2 separate regions of the Zea mays genome follow, and region 1 is linked to region 2. Evidence: chromatin contacts called from public Hi-C data. All regions are on one chromosome and are shown on one strand. The core of a region is the stretch at or near the end of the contact, and the rest is flanking DNA. Distances in the headings are between cores, read along the strand shown.

Region 1 (2,700 bases), core at 21-2,520, 130 kb before region 2:
AAATGGCCGGGAAAAGACGGGAAAAGGATACCAGGTGGGCTAACCGAACACAATTTTAAGCGTGGGCCGGGAAACTTTACACGCCGGGATGATCCACGTGGATTGGACCGTAATCCCTGTCGATCCCGGACCAACCGAACATAGCCTGAGGGAACTTAATTGTAAATCAATATGCCATTGTCCAATGTGCCCTCCTTATACAGCACAGCAACTCGATGTGCCCAGAGTCGTGTCGAGGCCACCGGACTGGTTGTCCGGTCGCTTGGCTATCCATTGGTCAGGCTCAGGCTTCACCAGAGCTTAGCCATGGCCCAGGTTCAATGAATGCAAACCTCCATTGTTCAGTCGGCTATCCCCGTTCAGACACTGTTCAAATGCAGTATATATATATAGTGACTATATATATATAGTCACTATAGCAAGCTTGATGAGGCCGGAGGCGGAATGTTTTCAATGTTGTCTGCTCGGCTACCAGGGCTCGTCGTTGCGTTGTTCTTGATTTGCCGGCGCTAGAGGCCTAGAGATGGACGCTCGCTCGAGAACAGGGAAGGGTCCGAATCTTTCCTTGCTCTTTGTACCGTCAGGCGTGCGTAGCATCTCCTTGGCATTTGGCCAGGCACAAGGTCATCCAACGTCACGTGATTCTATTCTATTGTATCCCATACTGCTGCTGACCCCTAACGGGCGCTTCATTGGAGGACTGCTTCGCCGCGGCCGATGAGCACGCAGTACCGGCTGATTAATCTAGCGGCATTACGCGGGGGGGGGGGGGGGGTGGTTACGGGGTGCCAATCACTCGCCGGCTTCGTGTTCCGTCGCCGTCGCTAATCAATTCAATTCAATCGGTGGCGGCGGCAGGACCGGCTACTCTTCGGAATCCATCCATACCCATCACTGCTGTTGGTTGTGCAAAATCACGGGCAGGGTTAGGTTTCCTCGGTTTTTCTGCGCGCCTCACTTTTTCGAGAGGGGATAATAAATAAACAACGGTGGCGTGAATAAAGAACGGAACGGAACCTCCTCTCCACACACCCCTTGTCCCGAGGAAGGCAACGGCTCGCCGCACCACCACCCCACCCAGGCACCACCACCTAGGCACCTACTGGCTATTGCACACCACGCAAGGCCGCCCACGACGGGTGGCTGCCTGTGCCTGTGCCTGTGCTGCTGCAGTGCACGCACCACAGTGTCAGGATGCGTCCGCTTCGTCAGCTGCGTGCTACGGTTACTACTGCCGCCTGGGATTGGGATTGGGCACCCACCCCCAGTCTCCACAGTCCACACCACAGCCCAACGCAGCCACAGCCAGGGGGCAACGAGTGAAGACCGCGGAGCGGGTGAGGACCCTTTGACTTGTTTTTCCTGGATGTGACGACTGACGCGCGCGGCCTCGGCCCTCGGCCGGCATTCCCGCGTCGCAGCAGCGCGGAGCTGCGTGTCCCACGAGCCCGGCCTGCTTTGCTCCAATCCGAGCCAGCCTTTGCCCCCCTCCGTGCGCCCACACAAGGAGAGCGGAGAAGAAGTGAAGAACCCACTGGGCGCCCGGATTTCCGCCGCGAGGTTCGCGTCCCCCCGATTCCTCCTCCTCCTCCTCCCCCCTGCTCCATGATTTTGTTGGCCTTCCCTTTCCTCTCCGAGCGCTCTGCTTCTGCGGTTCTGGCTTTGCGTTTGCACGATACCGACGCTAGGGCAACCAGCGGTGGTACTTTCCTCAAGATTTTCTTTGTCGAGGGTAAAGTTTGGTTCGGGGACGACGCCACACAGGACCACCGCCATGGTGACTTCTTCTGCTACTGGTGTGCAGTGCAGAGCCTCTCGTGTGGTGTCTGTCTGTTGAGCATGTTTCGGACTGGACCGAGCTCACTTCGTTTCCTTTACAAGCGAAGACATGTATTCCCCCACGCGACGCGGCGTACTGCCTCTGTAGTTCGCATTTCGAGCGGGCATTTCGAGCACAGCCTCCCGTGCCGCGCCCATTCAGGAGGGTTCTGTGCTTTCTGTCAATGAACTGCAGTTACAGTAGTGTTCATCTTCAATAGGGTTTCTGTTCGATTTCCTTCATCCGTGTCTTTTCTGGAATCGCCGTCTTGTCTCCGTGCAATTCTTTAAGGTCCCATGCCCGTACCCGAATCACCGTGCGGCGATTTCTTGGTGCCGTATGAGTAAATGCCAGGTTTCTGCACATGAACAACATCCGCGAAAAAAGTCGCATCCTTTCACTGCATTCAGGGCCTGAGGGTCAGGGGGTGCTGGTCTCACTCCACTTTCGTTAGGAACTGCGAGGTTGCCTGCCGGATTTTTACCTCTTCTTTCTTGTTTTCGTTCCAACTTGTCCCGTACGTGCTTTTTGACGTGAAAGACGATGATGACAACCAACCAATCAATCGCGCTGTTGGACAAATGCATTGCAGAGTGATGCGCTCAAGGATCCGCATCCGCGACAATGGCTTCGCTGGTGCCGGGCGTCCTGGTGAAGCTCCTGCAGCACATGAACACGGGCGTGAAAGTCGGCGGCGAGCACCGGTCCTCGCTCCTCCAGGTGGTCAGCATCGTGCCGGCCCTCGCCGGGAGCGACCTCTTCACCAACCGAGGGTTCTACCTCAAGGTGTCGGACTCGTCCCACGCGACCTACGTCTCCCTGCCAGAGGAGCAGCACGATCTCATCCTGAGCGACAGGATCCAGCTGGGCCAGTTCGTCCA
Region 2 (2,777 bases), core at 80-2,579:
ACTGTTAAGGATTCATTGACACCTTCCACACAGAGATGACCGTGAAATTTTAGCTAACCTTTATCAGACCATCCTCTTGAGCACACACTGAAACAGAGAAGTCACTGAAAGATACTGGCGACTGCATAAGGTTTTCTGTACCTGACAATTCAAATTATTGACTGATGTCAAATACACAAGGATTTTAAGAACATACACAGTTTCAAGGAATTGATAAGAAGAAAAGTCGTACATTGCACCTGAAGCAAACCACAATCTTTATGGTTGGTTCTGCAAGAGAAATTATATAAGCAATTCCAAAGGATTAACTCATTACCATTATGCACTGGACATCAACTCCATGATACGTTGTAGCATAATAGAAATAGATTAGGCAACAATCACTATTTTCGTCATTACAAATCATCCCTAACTATAGTTTTGAGGTAAAAAGAACTGTGTATACCAATAGAAAAAGTAGAAGGCACCAAAAACAACCTACCGTTGTGAAGGTTGTGTGTTTAACAACATTGAACAAGCTACAGATGGTAGCCTATGAGGAAATTGGCATTCAAGTGGCATACCCCTGGCACACATTTGATTGGTTATCTGCAGGACAAACTGCATATTCAGACCGAATTTCTCAAGAGAAGAGCTAAATAAGGAAAAGTAATACTACGAGATGAAAAGTTAGATGATGCAAGGCTAAATTCAGTAATCTTCTCAAACAAAGTGCCATACATAATGAATTTGCAACAACATTTGACTTTCTGAAGTCGGAACATGTTTTAGACTCATATAAGCCTTTCACTAGAGCTCAATAAAATGATATCAGTACCGCTCTCCGAATTTGATTGTACATACCAAAATCTCTGAAACTCAGAACTCAGTTAAAGTCCTCCTTGAGTCATTGTACACACGATCCCACGAGCAAAATGATCACTGAAAAGTGAAGACTGAACCCTAATTTTCTTCCCAAATCCGAGAAGAAACAGGCAGCAAAGTGCCCACCCAAAACTAGACTTTAGCTGTGGACCAGACCAAGATATGGCCAAAATATCTTAGCCTAATCTGAACTATTCTAGCATAACTGCCCAGAAAGTGTTACTGCAACCGAGATTATCCTTGCAAGTTGCAACCACGCAGAGAAGTGAAGCGTCCGATTAAGGGAGTTGCTTACCTTGAAGCTGGGGCTAACGAGGGCCATGGTCGCAGTTCTAGCAAGGGAGCTCCCGACGGGAGTGGATAACTCCATTGAGCTCCGCCTCGGAGGTCGCAGGCTCGCAGCAGCAGCTGAAGCCGCAAACTCCCAGCTCCCCTGGTCCCCACTCCTAGCTCTGAGGGGATCGGACGGTTGACCTGATGTTGTCTCGCTTCTTAATCCATCCTAGCCGTTGGTTTTCATATACTAGCCCACGAGACCCAGCCCAGCCGGCTTGGATCTCAACCCATAGGTGGCGCTCTCCTCTTCGGCTTCGGTTGCAAGAAAGAAAAAGGTCACCTCTTAACACCAGGCCGCCGCCATTGCTGCTCCCTTTGTTCGTTTCTCGGCACCCTCGATCCCGAGCGCGGTTAACCCACGCATCGACCGGCGAACGCCACCGTCTCCCATCGAGATCTCTCCCATCTAGAATACCTCCGTGCTCAGCGTCATGGACGGCTTCTCCAAAACGATCGGCGGCAGTGGCCCTAACGTTCCGGCGGGATCCCACCCCGCGGGCGGGAGCCAGGCGGCGGCAGGGGGAGGCGCGACGCAGCGGACGCAGTAAGTCTGTCGTCTTATGTTGTGGTTCAGATCGCGACTTCTCCTTTGGGTGAAGATTTCGGTGCTTCCGGTCGCGGTTCAGATCGCGGTTCTGCGTTACTTTGCCCCACTTTCTTCGGGCTAAGATTTGAGCAAATTTTGCGGTGGACTGTTAGTTGTTTAGGGTGATTTAACACGGATAGTAAAATTCTCATCTTCCATCGGGTAGGGTTTTTTTGCCCCCCGCGATGAAACCTTTTTGCGAAAAAAAATAGGTTTTTGTTCATTGGGTCCGCGTGGGCTGTTAGGGATTAAGGTTAATGGTTCAATTGTACTGTCCCTAACGTGGGCTGCTAGGGATTAAGGTTAATAATTCAATTGTCAGCCGGGATGCTTCGATGTTGTTTAGCTTGTGGGGATTACACGTTATTGTGCATATGGTTGAGTAGTGGCATTTAACACTAGTTACGAAATAGGTCGGAATAAAATTGGAAGACCCATGGGGTTTTTAAGTGGGTGTGACCATTAGTTTCCCCCCATTTTCCTGTCTCCAGGTATTGATCCAGTGTATGAATTGGCAAACAAGAGCTACTGTTATGACAATAACATCATTTAAATTAGAATTGAACTTAATTTACTTGGTCTGTATGCTTTTACGGAAAGTGTACAACCAGATTTTTACCGTATGCTATGTCCGAAGTGTACAACCGGAGTGTAGTCTTTGTCTACCTTTGTGTTGGCCTCTCTGCTAAAGCAACATGGAATTGTTTGCTTGATTTTTTTTTTCAGGATGGTTTCCAAGCTTCTTGTAGTGTGGCACTTCTATTCAACTCATCTATAGTTCTATTATTTTGATGCTTTCACTTTTGATAAGTTTATCGGTTCACATGATTTCCTCCTGTCATTGTCTCACATCAACAGGTATCCGTATGTGACTGGTACTTCAGTCATTGCCTTGAAATACAAGGATGGTGTGATCATGGCATGTGACACTGGAGGTTGGTCCCAGTTCCTCTGCACAGATAGATGCCATCTCGATGGGGAACCTAGTCTC

What was found. A called contact is a pair of places that touch in the nucleus more often than the background predicts.
Region 1: a contact with region 2 is called in a Hi-C map of leaf, with 4 times the contacts expected there. The contact joins the promoter of LOC100501637 here to the promoter of LOC100275521 in region 2. A contact is called at or near these places in 7 of 25 Hi-C or Micro-C datasets (ear, endosperm, leaf and 2 more).

The regions. Positions count from the first base shown.
Region 1 is chr2:199,604,407-199,607,106 of Zm-B73-REFERENCE-NAM-5.0, reverse strand. It overlaps LOC100501637, which reads left to right and starts at 1,270. Exons shown (of 5, transcript NM_001323345.1): 1 at 1,270-1,560; 2 at 2,412-2,700. The coding sequence starts at 2,444. It overlaps LOC103647585 (a long non-coding RNA gene), which reads right to left and starts at 141. Exons shown (of 2, transcript XR_562923.3): 1 at 1-141.
Region 2 is chr2:199,470,458-199,473,234 of Zm-B73-REFERENCE-NAM-5.0, reverse strand. It overlaps LOC100275521, which reads right to left and starts at 1,329. Exons shown (of 8, transcript NM_001149580.2): 1 at 1,160-1,329; 2 at 482-588; 3 at 233-270; 4 at 59-141. The coding sequence starts at 1,234. It overlaps LOC100192865 (proteasome subunit beta type), which reads left to right and starts at 1,412. Exons shown (of 6, transcript NM_001138054.1): 1 at 1,412-1,744; 2 at 2,645-2,721. The coding sequence starts at 1,632.